Regions from separate parts of the Macaca mulatta genome. Here region 1 is linked to region 2. Evidence: chromatin contacts called from public Hi-C data. All regions are on one chromosome and are shown on one strand. The core of a region is the stretch at or near the end of the contact, and the rest is flanking DNA. Distances in the headings are between cores, read along the strand shown.

The links. Hi-C and Micro-C count contacts between places; a contact is called where the count stands out from the background.
Region 1: a contact with region 2 is called in a Hi-C map of blood, with 5 times the contacts expected there. The contact joins the promoter of CD82 here to the enhancer-like site in region 2. A contact is called at or near these places in 9 of 14 Hi-C or Micro-C datasets (CD4 T cells, blood, cortical neurons and 4 more).

The regions. Positions count from the first base shown.
Region 1 is chr14:21,027,008-21,033,240 of T2T-MMU8v2.0, forward strand. CD82 (CD82 molecule) reads right to left here and starts at 2,633. Exons shown (of 10, transcript XM_077963082.1): 1 at 2,560-2,633; 2 at 1,964-2,021.
Region 2 is chr14:20,980,098-20,987,025 of T2T-MMU8v2.0, forward strand. All of the region lies in intron 6 of CD82 (CD82 molecule), which reads right to left. Among named protein-coding and RNA genes, the nearest start is that of CD82, 46 kb to the right of the region's middle. Within about 2 kb of position 1,599, at least 4 of the 40 cell types and tissues checked have an H3K27ac peak or open chromatin away from gene starts, as enhancers often do. A contact at or near this core is called in blood, where this site is marked.

The sequences.
Region 1 (6,233 bases), core at 1,383-3,882, 48 kb after region 2:
TCCCCATGACTGGTGTCTCTTCCTTCACTCCCAATTGCAGACATCCCCAAAGCCACCCAGACCCCTTCTTCCCTGTCACTGCAGCCATTGGTTCATTATTCCTTGACTGCTGGATCCTCCACCCCAGCACATCTGGCACAGACTGACTTTCCTAAAGTGCTGCTCTGTTGTGTCACTCCTCTCCTCAGAAACCTTCAGTGGCTCCCACTTTCTGCAAATCAGATCCAAAGTTCTTACCCTGGCATTCAAGGCCCTCTGTAAGCTGATTCCACCTACTGGTCCCACTGTGTATCCCCGCACAGTCCCAAACTTCAGCCAGAATGAGCAACCTAGCAGTTTCTTGAGACTTCTCAGGACAGGTTGACCTCCCTGCCTCTGCCTAGGCATTTTCCTCTCCCCAAGACACCATCTTCATTCTGGGTGCCGAAATCTTCCCAGTCTGTAAGGCTCTGAAGATCCCTCTAATCCTTTTTTCATTTATCTTGCATCAGAGTCACTGGTATTCTTGTGTAAGCCCCTTCCTGGATGGTAAGCAACCTGAGGGTGCAAGCCTTATGTGGTTGCTTGTCATTCATCCAGTGGGAAGGGCAGGTGGTGATGGCGAGGGCTTTCTTTTAAGGCTCACTAGGTAGGCTCTGTTGAAATGAACGTCTCCTCCTCCCTACCTCAGGCACCACCTACCAGACCCTCTCCCTCCCCACCATACCAAACTCCAGTTTATGCCACTTCAGTGCTTGGAGAGACTGTGGTCCCATGTTGATCCAAGCCAAACCAGGACCAGGAGCCCAGGCAGAAAGTCCTATTCAAGTCTCACCCCCTCCAGGAAGCCTCCTTACCCCCACCCCCTGCCCTGGCTTCTCAAGTGTCTCACTCTTCTGAACACCTCCCCCTGCCCTACATACACACACGGTCTCCTGCACACAGCGCAGCCGCCAATCCATCTCTGTCCCACAGCACTTTCCAGTTTGTTCCATACTGTACAGCTTATCTCCCAGAAGATGCAGGGAGCCAACATAATGCAGCACCTTCAGTGTCCTTCGGTGCCCAACCCTGCTTACATATCAGGTGCCCACATTGCCCCTCGCCTCCATCCCAAGCCAAGTGTGCAATGGTATAGCTGGATTCCAGCCACTAGGGCAGCACAGACCCATGAAATCTCATCTGGTCATAAGCCCTGGGTGTGACTGATCCTCTCTACAGGGACATGGTAGGGATGGGGGAGCCCTCATTGTCAGCAAGTCAGGTCTGGCTAGTTCACCTCTGTACCTCTAGCTCTCTCTAGCATATAGTAGGTGCTCAGTAAACATTTTTAGACGTATTTAACTCAACACTCACCAACCTCAAGCAACATTACAGAAAACTCAGCCACTCTTTGTTCCAGATGACAGTCCTCATCCCTTAAATAGAGTGATGTTGGTAGCAGTTGGCAATTTCTGGCTCTCACAAGGTCAGGAGGGGCTGTAGCCAACCCCATCTCTCCAAAAAAAAAAAAAAAAAAAAGGCTTATTCCGCATAGGAAGCAAGCCCATCACCTGCCCATCCGCATCAAAGCAGCTGTCACGGACGGAGGTCTCACTGGTTTCCTGGCGCCTTGCTAAGTAGTGTATACACAGTATTCTATTTAGTGCTTGCTCCTGCCATTGGATGTTGCCATTATCCCTGTTTTACAGGTGAGGAAACTGAAGTTTGGAGGGGGAATGGAATCCAAATCAGTTTGATCCCAAAGCCCAGGCCCTTGACCACAGAACTAGGCTGCCCCACTACTGGGGCCCAGCACAGAGCACCCACGGCCACCAGGAACAGAACCTGTCAGCCGAGAAATTAACCCTGGGTATGCTGCAAGAGCCACTGGGGCCCTGGGCTTGACCCTGGGCGCAAGGATTGGTGGCGTTTTCTCTTCTCTTCCCCAGTCACCAGTGTAAGAACTGTTCCCGTTTCCAACCCCCTGCTCAGGCCAGCTCACCTGGAAAAGCCCCACTGCGTTTCCAACTTGAAGTCTTAGGGGGTCCGACTCAGCTGAACTGTCAGAAATTGTGGGAAGCAGGTGAGGCGGGAAATGGAACCTCCTTGCTTTGGCCTCCTGTTCCCCAGAGTTCATGGGTTACGAGCCCCAACCGAGGAACCAGTGCACTCTTTAAAGCAATTCGCTTCTCTTAGTCCCATTTTGCAGGGAGAGAAACTGCAGAGGGCAATGCGATGGGAACACCTGTGGCGACCTGCAGCCTGTGCTCACCTGCCAGCTCTCACCTTCCGGCGTTTTAAGTGAGAAAGGGCAACGGCCGCGTAGAATTAATCTGGTTCACTTCCTCCTGCTGGAACCTGGGAGGTCCAGAGCCGGGTGGAGGGACGGACCCAGGATCACGCAGCTGGTGCAAGCCCGAGTGTGAGAACTGGGGGTTCAGGACTGGGGGCTAAAGCTCCTTTTCACCCACCAGCTGCCCCGACCTGTCACTAGTTCCGAGGAAAGCTGTCCGAGACGGACCGCAGAAGCGGGGGTCAAAACTAACTTTGCCTCTGGTTGTCGGGCAGGCTCCCCCGGCCTGCTGCCCCCTTGCTCACCTGCTGGTTCTGCTTTCTGCTCCGCGCTGCAGGCCCAGCGTCGCCCGCTTGTGCCCCAGTCAGTGTCGGACTGCGCAGCCCTGGGCTCAGTCACTCCTCGGCCCCCTCCTGGCTGCAGCCGGGGAACGCCGCGGACTCGGCAGGCCCCGCCCCCCGGGGACACGCCCCCTCGGCGCCCCTCCGCCGACCCCGCCCCCGAGCCCTTTGAGAAGGCGGTGCGCTCCCGCCGGCCAGGCCCCGCCCGCTATGGCCCTATCCCGACCAGCCCCGCCGCCGGGCCCTGCTGGAGTTGAGGCCCCGCCCCTCTCCCCGCCCCGCTACGGCTTCTCTCTTCTATCCCGGCAGCCCCGCCCCCAGGTTACACAGGGGATGAAGCCAGCGCCGCTCCAGCCCTGCCCACTCACGGCGCTGCCTAACGGTCCCGCCCAGCTCCCGCCTACCTCGTCCTTCCCGGTCTCCCGGGCCCTCCCAGCGCCCCTGCCTCCTTCACTTTCTCTTTCGTGCCCACCCCATCCCTCGGCCTTAGTAGGGTGAGGCCACGCCCCTCCCCGCCCCAGCCCCGGCTCAGCGCCTTCCTAATCCTGGCCTGCCCTGCCCCTCTCAGCTCCGGGCGGGTAGCCCTGGGGCCCCCACGCTGGCATTCCAGGGCGGGTGTATCCGGGTGCAGCCGGGGAACGGCGTGGGAGCGGTTTGTGTTCCAAGTCGGGGCCTCTATCAGGAGGCGGCCTGGGCCCAGGCACTTTTTGAAAATACTGACTACCATTGATTGAATCCTTGCCAGGGGCCAGGCTCTATGCCAAGCGCTGTATAAAGTTCTAGTCCTTGAATTCCCACAACTCATGGGTACTCTCGTTGCGCCTATTTTACTAATGTGCAGTTTAAGGCTCACAGAAGGGAAGTCACGGCCTCTGAATATCATGGAGGCGGGCGTGAGCGGGATTCAGCCTCAGGTCCTGAGTCACAGGCTTGAGCTGCCCCAGCTTGCCTGGACTGGCCCCTGGGGAAGTAGCCCAGGCCAGCCAGTGCTGGGGCAGTGCCCAGCAGCTGCCTGAGGTGAGGGAGGAGGTGTGGGTTGAGAAGAGTGGCAGGAAGGACTGCGGGCCTAAGCCCTCAAAGCTGGCTTTCTCCCTGAAAAAAAAGTGACCCAGAATTGAGGTGCGCTGCAAGAATTCTCTAGATGGCTGCGGTGCCCACCCTGTGTCCCAGCCTTCTGCGCCCCCCCAGCCTCCGGGGGACTAGCTTCAGGCAGATTAACTGGTTAATGACCAGGGGCATTCATCTGGGCAGCTGACGAAGCTCTTTCACTTCCATTATCACATTGGCATCTCACAACACACCATTGTGGGAGGGTATGATTATGAGCGCTTTGTCTGGGTGGAGTAGGGGCGGGAGCTGGATCCCAGCCCAGCAGTGTAGTTCTCACAGCGTGGTCCTTGAACCAGGAGCAACATCATCTGGGAACTTGTTAGGAATGTGGATTTTGAAGCCCTATCCCAACCTACTGAATGGAAAACTGTGGGACAATTGGTTTGAATACGGCCTCCAGGTGATTCTGAATCACATTCAAGCATGAACCACTGTTGAGAAATTGTAAAGAAGTTAGAGTGGTCTGAGAATCACACAGACCTAGGTAGCTTCCTGGTTGCTTTTTAACCCCAGGACAAGGCAAGATACTTAACCTCTCTGGGATGAGCCCTTAAACAGGGAATAATAATAAAAAGAGCCATAACAATCATGCCGATCTTGACGGTGGCTCTTGAAGATTACATGTGACAGCATTCATGAAGTATTTGGCCCACCATCTGAATGCCGTACATGCACAGAAAATGTTCTCTTTTTCAGCAAAAAGTCTCCATAGAATTCCCACACCAAGTCAGAGGAGTGAGGCTGGGGAATCCTTTAAACCCAGCAGCGTGTCCTACCCGCAGAGAGACACCCTCTATCCTGCTAGTGGTTCAGATCCTAACAAGCTCCTAGGTGATGTGGATGCTGGTCCGGGGACCACACTCTGAGAACCACTGTGCCATTCTGTCTTGGGCTGGGTTTCAGATTCCCTACCCTACCCAGCCCATGCAAAATGGGCATAAAATATCCTCCTATTCCACCCTACTCCACACCCCGTCCCTCCGAGGTGGGGGTGTTTGTGATGGTGTATGACAGATGCTCCTGACAGTGATAACTTGACTTAAGCATACCCTGAGAATGGTCCTGTATGGCAGATGCACCCAAATGTGTGTTTGGACTTTTGAGCTAAGGAACTCGGGAGTGACCAACCTGGAGATTCATTCCTTATCTGTGAGGAACATTTGAACCCTGGCCCATCCTGTGGAATGCAGGCTGTACAGGGGTTCAAGGTTCTTTGGGGCCAAATGAAAGTTATCAGGTGGAGGTTGTTAGGGGGAGGGTGCTAAGTGAGAATGATGTATAAACTGTATCCTTTTTGTAAGCGGTTGTGGCTCTCTTGCCCAGCCTGCCATGGGACTGTACAGTTCTCCTTTCCAGCCCACTGCCACCTGCCATTCCTGTGTGTAAGCTTCCCAATAAACCCCCATGTCCCAGTTGCTGGCTCTGGTCTCTCCTTCAGCCTCTTGAACCTAGTGCCATCCCTGCTGAAGTTAATAGGGCTCCAGCACGACAGATGGGACTGGCCATTGGCAAAACAGCTGGATCCCCTCACTGTCCCCTTGTCCCATGAAGACATTCCCTCATATTAGTCCCATCTGCTATCCCTTGCTGCCCTGCCACTCCTGGTTAGAGATAGAGGCAGCTGTGGTGACATTGAGAGCAGTCTTCAGGCAGCTTCTGGAATCTCTGCCATACTCCCTGTCATTGTCTGAGCCCCACAGAAGAGTGTCTCCCTGTAGGAGTGCAGGGCCTGGGGCACTGGTCCTGTTATGCTGACCTACCCAAACACGGAAAGCCCAAGAGTGCAAATCAAGGACCAGATACCTTGTATCCAAACATTTAACAGACTGTGAAATAAAATGTGTATTTTCCTGCCTTGACAAATGTTCTTTCTAATGACCAGGAAGACCATGTTCAAATTTAGAATTATTGGACTCTTTAGAATTGTATGCAAGAACATGGCAGTGCGGGAGGATAGCCTGGCCCTAGCCCTCAGCCCACCCACTCTACTTCTTTTCCCACCCCATCTCTGTCCTATGTCACAAGTGGCCTAGGACTCAGGCATGTGGACACTCCAGCCCACATACCCAAACTCTGCCCACACGCCTTGCCTAGAGCCACCTCTTGGTTACCTCTCTATGGGTGCACGCTCCAGGGACAGGATGTATCCTCAGGAGGATGGACCTGGGCAGGCAGCTTTGTAAACCTTAAACTGACTGGGGGGCTGGGCACAGTGGCTCACACCTGAAATCCCAGCCCTTTGGGAGGCTGAGGCAGGAGGATTGAAGAGCTCAGGGGCCAAGACCAGCCTGGGCAACAGGATGAAACCTTGTCTCTACAAAAACTACAAAAATTAGCTAGGCGTGGTGGCAGACGCCTGTGGTCCCAGTTACTCAGGAGGCTGGGGTGGGAGGATCGCTTGAGCCAGGGAGGTGAAGGTTGCAGTAAGCTGAGATTGCACCACTGCACTCCAGCTGGGCAACAGAGCAAGACCTTGTCTCAACAAAACAAAACAAAAAAACCAGCTTGGGCGGATTAGGTGGTCTAGG
Region 2 (6,928 bases), core at 349-2,848:
GCTGGCCTCGAACTCCTGACCTCAAGTGATCCACCCACCTCGGCCTCCCAATGTGTTGGGATTACAGGCCTGAGACCCCACGCCTGGCCCAAATCTACATCTTGCCTATGCTGATCCTCACCCTGCTCAGGAATTGAGGGTCACTCTCCTTGTGGTGGAGAGCAGCACCTGCTCTCGGCTAACCCCACAGAGAAAACCCTCATGTACAAAGCAGGCAGAAGGGGGGTTTTGAAATAAGTCAGTTGTGCAAAGGGAGGCAAACCCAGAGCCAGCTGAGGGCAGGGCCTCCCTCCGCAATAAGCAGACCTGGGTGGGAGGGGGGCCTCCGAGAGCCAGCCCCTGCCTGGCTCCACCTCGCCTCTCAAACGGACCTTGCCCAGAGGCCTTCCAGGGCACATGCATGGATGGGCTGGTCATGGCAGTGGGAAGCCCCAGGGTGAGGGACTCTAGAAGGCAGGGATGCAAAGGAGAAGGCCACACACCTTCCCACCTTGGTTCCTGAGAAGGAAGAATTGGGAGAAACGGGATAGGTACTTCTAGATGGGGTTTTAGAGCCTGACTCCCAGGGAACCCTGTGGGTGGGGCTTCCTGCAGCTCCCCACAGGCAGCCCTCGAATGAACAGAAAACTCATATCCTGCAGATGGACCTGCAGCCCTGGCTCCTCACTCTTGGTTAAATTAATGCTGGGGCCGGGCATGGTGGCTCATGTCTGTAATCCCAGCACTTTGGGAGGCCGAGGTGGGCGGATCACGAGGTCAGAAGATCGAGACCATCCTGGCTAACATGGTGAAACCCCATCTCTACTAAAAAAAATTACAAAAAATTAGCTGGGCTTGATGGCAAGTGCCTGTAGTCCCAGCTACTTGGGAGGCTGAGACAGAAGAATGGCTTGAACCCGGGAGGTGGAGCTTGCACTGAGCTGAGATTGCACCACTGCACTCCAGCCTGGGTGACAGAGTGAAACTCTATCTCAAAAAAAAAAAAAAAAGAATGCTGAGAAACCAGCCTCCGATGATGCTCCCTGCCCTTCTCTCAATAAAGCTCTCAGCATGATACTTTAAAAAAAAAAAAAAAAAAAAAAAAAAAAAAAAAAACCTTATACAGAGTTCTGCAATTTACAAAGCTTTCTTGTCAGTAATTAATCACAACACTAATAGTAGTTAACTTTTATCAAATGTTTGTTATGTACCTGGTGCTGTGGTAAGCACTTTAAATGTATTATCTCAACTGAATCTTCACAGCAGACCTATGGCCTAGGTATTCACCCCATTCCCTCATTATAGAGACATAGAAAACAAACTCAGAGAGGTTAATTAACTTGCCCAAGGTCACACAGCCAACATGTGGAAGAAGTGACGTTTGTACCCAGGCTTGGCTGATTTCAGAACCCAGGTTTTTACCTATTAAGCTTTATTGGCATTTAAACCACATGGCCATACCCAGTTTTAACCAGGGCCCAGAAAAGCTAAGTGGTTTGCCTGAGTCACATAGCCTGGGCTGTCTGCCAGCCAATCTGACATCTCAGGTCCACCTCTCAACCCCAATGGGTGGGTGATCCCTATGGTGTGGAAAGGATGGGTTCTCCAGAAGCATCTGTGCAGAAAGCTGCCTCGCCCACATCCTCCCCACCCACCCAGCTTCCTCACGACATGTTGCACTGAGGCTCTGTTTAAACCCCAGCGTGGCTGTCACAGCAGCCTGGACTTCCCTGTTTCTCCCCCAGGCCCCCTGAAACGAGAAGGTGATGGAAGCTGGGTGGTTTCCACCTAGACAGGTGGTTTCCATGGAAACACCACAACATCTTTCAGTCCAGAATGTGGTTGAGGGACACACCTGGGCCACGAGGACCATGGCCACAGGGGCTGGTTCAGCTTGGAGCTGATGCCCTGGGACCCCAACGCTCAGGAGGCCTGTGCTGGGAGTACAGGGAGGTCACCCTGGCAACTAGGTAGCTACTGAGACCAAAAGGACATGGAGGTAGCAGGAGCAGACATTCATGATCTCCCTCCATCCACCCAGGGACCGCTCCACTGTTTCTGCCTGCCCTGCAGAAACCCACTGCTTGGGTGTAACCACCCTTCTATTTCTCCATGGAGCTGGGGAGGCCCCACTCCCTCAATGCCAGAGGCAGGCAAAAGACCTGGGCTGCCACTCAGTGCCATCCACATCGCAGGCACGGTGAGTGGTTCAGAGATGGGCTTGAGATCCACGCTCACACACCTAGCCCTCTTTCCATCCATGTGGTAGGATGAGGACCTGGGCTACCCTCAGGCTCCACGGGGGACAGCCTGCCCGAGAAGGGAGCCAACAGAGGAGGGCAGGGCTGAAGGGTGGAGAGGGACAGCAGCAGCCTTTGGGAACCTGGATACAGCTGAGCCTTCTGCTGGCTCTAGCCACTTTCAGTTGAGTCACTGTCACATGCCATAAAGAGTCCTGCCCAGGGTCAGCTGCATAATTTACACCTAGTGCAAAGTGAAAATGGAGAGCCCCTCGTTTAAAAATTATTAAGAATTTCAGCCGGGCGTGGTGGCTCACACCTGTAATCCCAACACTTTGGGACGTTGAGATGAGCAGATCACTTGAGGTCAGGAGTTTGAGACCAGCCTGGCCAACATGGTGAAACTGCATCTCTACTAAAAACACAAAAATTAGCTGGGCATGGTGGTACGTGCCTGTAGTCCCAGCTACTCGGGAGGCTGAAGCAGGAGGATCACCTGAGCCCAGAAAGTGAAGGTTGCAGTGGGCTAAGAACTCCAGCCTGGGCAACAGAGCGAGACTCTATCTCAAAAAGAAAAAAAAAAAAAAGAATTTCAATACAGCAACAGCAGAGCATCCTGTGCGATTGCATAGGTTGAATGCCGAGGAAGCCAGCCTTGTCTTCCCTGTCTCCCTCCTCCCCATTTCTCAGAAGAGAAAAGTGAGGCTCAGAATTGGAGCAACTTCCCAAGATCACACAGATAGAAAGCAGCGGAGACATGACCAGATCTTGATCTGTGCAGCTCCAGGGCCCCAGGATCTTAGCCTCGGCAAGCTGCCCGCCGCCTCCCCGTGACCCTGCTGTCCTCTGCGTGGCTCTACTCACGTCCCACCCAAATGCTGCGCTTTGACCTCCCCTTTTAGTGTGAATTTTCACAGTCAGAATTAGGAGAGACCTTTGAATCCAGAAAATCATCCAAATGTAAGAGTCACGCTTTTCTAGGCTCTGCTTAAATGCTCCCTGTGATGGGGAACTCAGTAACTCACACGAGAGCATGTTGCGGAGTTGGGAGGCTCTTGATACAATTTAAGTTCTGCTCAAATGACTTCTACCCACCTGTATTAGTTCACATCCTCCTCCTCTCCCAGCTACCTAAGTCCCAGCTGGGACCACAGGAATAAATCAAATCCCTCTCTTGAAGGACACATCTCATCGAGATACTTGAGACCAGACTACATCTCCAGGGTAACTTTTCAGGCTTCTGTGCCCACCTGTTGGGGTGCTGTGCAGACCTCTCACCATGCTCTTTAAGGTGTGAAATCACCCCTTATAATGAGGTACCAATGCATGAATTGGACCCACATCTTCCTGTCCTCTCCAGGTTTCCCACAGGAGATGCTGGCAAATGCTTTGCTAGAATACAGATACACCAGCTCAGAAGCTGCATCCCAGTACCCTGATAGGAAATGAGGGCCCTTGGCCATAAAGGGGGTGGTGGGAGCATTTAGTCTTTGTGACCACCTGTATCTTTCCTGCAAGTCCAGCTGCAAGCCCCGTAACTAGCTACCCCAGAATTCGGAGCCAGTGGCCAGCATGTGCTTCAGAGATTCTAGCCCAAGTGTCTTTCCATAATCCTTTTCCAGAGGAACGGCCTGGACTCCTCCATTCCCTTCTCAACAGGGAAGAGAAAGGTCACCTCTCCCTGTCCCCAGCTCCAGCTGCCCTTCCTCCCTCTGCCCCATCACAAGAGAACCCCAAGCCTGAGAATCAGGAAGTTCTAATTCAGCAAGCAGACAGCTCACAGAGAACCACACTGTCCCCTAGGAACCTGTCTCGCCACCTGCGTCTCACACATGAGAGTATATGCGCACCAGCAATTTGGAGCTTTCAGGGTGAGAGCGAGGAGGACGAGAAGGAAATCACAGTTCCCCTGACCAACATCTCTGGGGAGCTGTCTGACCAGCCACTGCCACTGTCACAGCCCCCACCTCTGGCTCCCAGCCAGGCCAAGTGAGCCCCTTCCCCTCCAATGTCTTCTCCTTAAGCCTGATAGCTCTCAGAGCCTCAGGGGCCTCCCTGGCACAGGTAGGGCCAGCCAAGTGCATCCAGCTCAGCTCCCGCACACCACAGGAAAGGGCAAACTGCATCTGCTTCCTTCTCACCCCTCCCACCCCCACTGTCTAGAGAGAACAAGTCAGAATCCCTGATTGCCTGCACTGGGCATGGCCCAAGAGCTCGCCTGTGGATCAGAGGGGCTGGGTAACTTTTCCAAAGCCACACAGCAATCAGCGACAGAGCCCACACTAAAACACAGGGCCCCTGAATCCCAGAGTTGGGCTCTGCTCACCAGAGGCTGGATAAACAAGCAGATGAGGATCTTAGTGCCACGCCCAAATCCTGGTTCCCACAGCCCTTGCTCTGCTGACAACGAGGGCAGCAGGAACAGCTGCCACCTATTGAGCCCTTACCAGGCCCTCATGAAGTGAATAATGGCAGCAATAATAATAAACACTGGCAACGATGCCAGCAACATCGGCCTCCGGCTGGGCGCCGCACGACATCCTTCTCGTATGTTAGGGCTCTTCATCTCTCAAGTGCTGCGAGGCAGCCCCTGGGGGCTCCGGCTCCAGACAGGATCAGGTTTTAGAAAGGGCCTGGGGGGACAGATCACACCCGCCAGTGGGGGCTGGGGTAGCAGCCTGCAATGACTCCCATTTCTATTTCCCCAGGGATGCCCTAATGGGGCAGGCAAAGCCCATACACAGCCTTGCTTCTGTTCAGGTTCAATTTTGCCATCAAATCAGTTGCAAATGCTACTTTTGGTTTTCTTTTTTCTTTTTTCTTTTTTTTGAGACGGAGTCTTGCTCTGTCTCCCAGGCTGGAGTGCAGTGGCGCGATCTCGGCTCACTGCAAGCTCCGCCTCCCGGGTTCACGCCATTCTCCTGCCTCAGCCTCCTGAGTAGCTGGGACTACAGGTGCCCACCACCGTGTCCGGCTAATTTTTTGTATTTTTAGTAGAGACGGGGTTTCACCGTGTTAGCCAGGATGGTCTTGATCTCTTGACCTCGTGATCCGCCCGCCTCGGTCTCCCAAAGTGCTGGGATTACAGGTGTGAGCCACCGCTCCCAGCCTACTTTTGGTTTTCAAAGTGCTTTTCTGGATTTCAGAATTGCAGAGAAGGGACAGTGAGCGGGCCTATATTGTTACTAGTTTGACAAATGAGGAAACTGAGGCACAGGGAGGCTGAGTAGCATGCCCAGAATGTCAGAGCAGTGGTTCCATAGTCGAGACCCTTGGATACCACTCTGCATGTTCATAGAAGTATCACAGTCTGTGTTCACTCCAGCCTGGGTGCTAGGGCAGGGAGAGGCAGGTTTATTCTCAATTTATAGAAGCAGAACCCAAGGCTCCAGAGGTGACATGCCATGCCAAGGTCCCCAACCTCCCCATCGCTGCCCTAAGAACAGTGGCTGCGGGTGGCAGGGGCAGGAAGGACGGAGGGCAGCCCTGGAGACCACAGCAGAGTCGCTCCCACCCACCTGCACAGGAGCCCTATCTCCTTTCAAAAGGCCTTTCTTCCTTAGGTTCAGGCAAGTCCCACCCCCATGCCGAGCCTTGTCTGCCAGAATAAACACCATCAAAAGTATGTTTAGTCTTCCACTGAGATTTACGACGCGTTGGGAAAGAAGAAAGAAATCGTTCATTCCAACTTGGGCAATACAGTGGCATCAGAACTTCTTCAGCAAAGCCAGAAAATGTCCCCCTGCCTTCCAGAAAAGGTGGTGGTGGACGAAGGTGAGGCAGGCTGCGACTAGGGGGTGTGGACTCTGGAGGGGAAGATGGGGGCGGTCGTGCAATGCACAGAGCCTGGCTGGGGTTGGGAAACCCAAATCTCGAAACAAGTCCTGTTCTGGGACTGACAGGACACCTGTGAGTCTAAGCTCATCATCATCAGCCAAGCAGAGTTAACAGCCCACGGGAGGGCAGCACGGTGTACAGGGAGGCATGGGCCTCGGACTCCGAGGGAGCAGGATGGAAATCCCCGCTCTGATGCACCAAAGCTGCGTGTGTCAGTGGCCGAAAGTCACTTTGCTTTCCTGGGTCTCAGTTTCTTCAAATGGAAAATGTTTGTAAATTTGAAACGTGTATTTCAGCTCACTTTTCTAGCTCAGCTCCTGGCATGTGGTTGGTGCCAACGCGGTGGGTGCCATCTTTATTACTGAGAGATGGTGAATCACACAGACTGCACGAGATCCCTGTAGAGGCGACCAGCTTCTGAGTCATAGAAGCTGGCTCACTGGGGCCTGATTCTAATCCACCCTGTTTATATCACTAACTGGGTACTAAAGAAGCTCCAGTGCCATAGGGCAAAAATGAAGACCTGACCCCACAACCATTTTTCTGGGAAAGGAATTTCCCTCCCTTAACTGCTGGCTTCCTGCCTCATAGCCAAACAAGCTGCTTTTCATCTACACAATCCACTATTTTCCACTTTTGCCTTGACTGCCAGGAAGCTCAGTGCCCAAGTTAGCCCTTAGTTACCAACAGTATCTTGTCTTGTTGAAGTTCTATTAAGTTCTAAGTTCTATTAAGTGTTCGTTGCTGATGTTGATGTTGGTATAGTGTTTTCTCAGTTACCTTCCAAGAGGGATCTCAGGCAACTTGACCTTCAAGTGGTGACGTGCAGGAGCCCAACTGGCTGCCGGCTCTGCCACCCTCACTGGTGGACA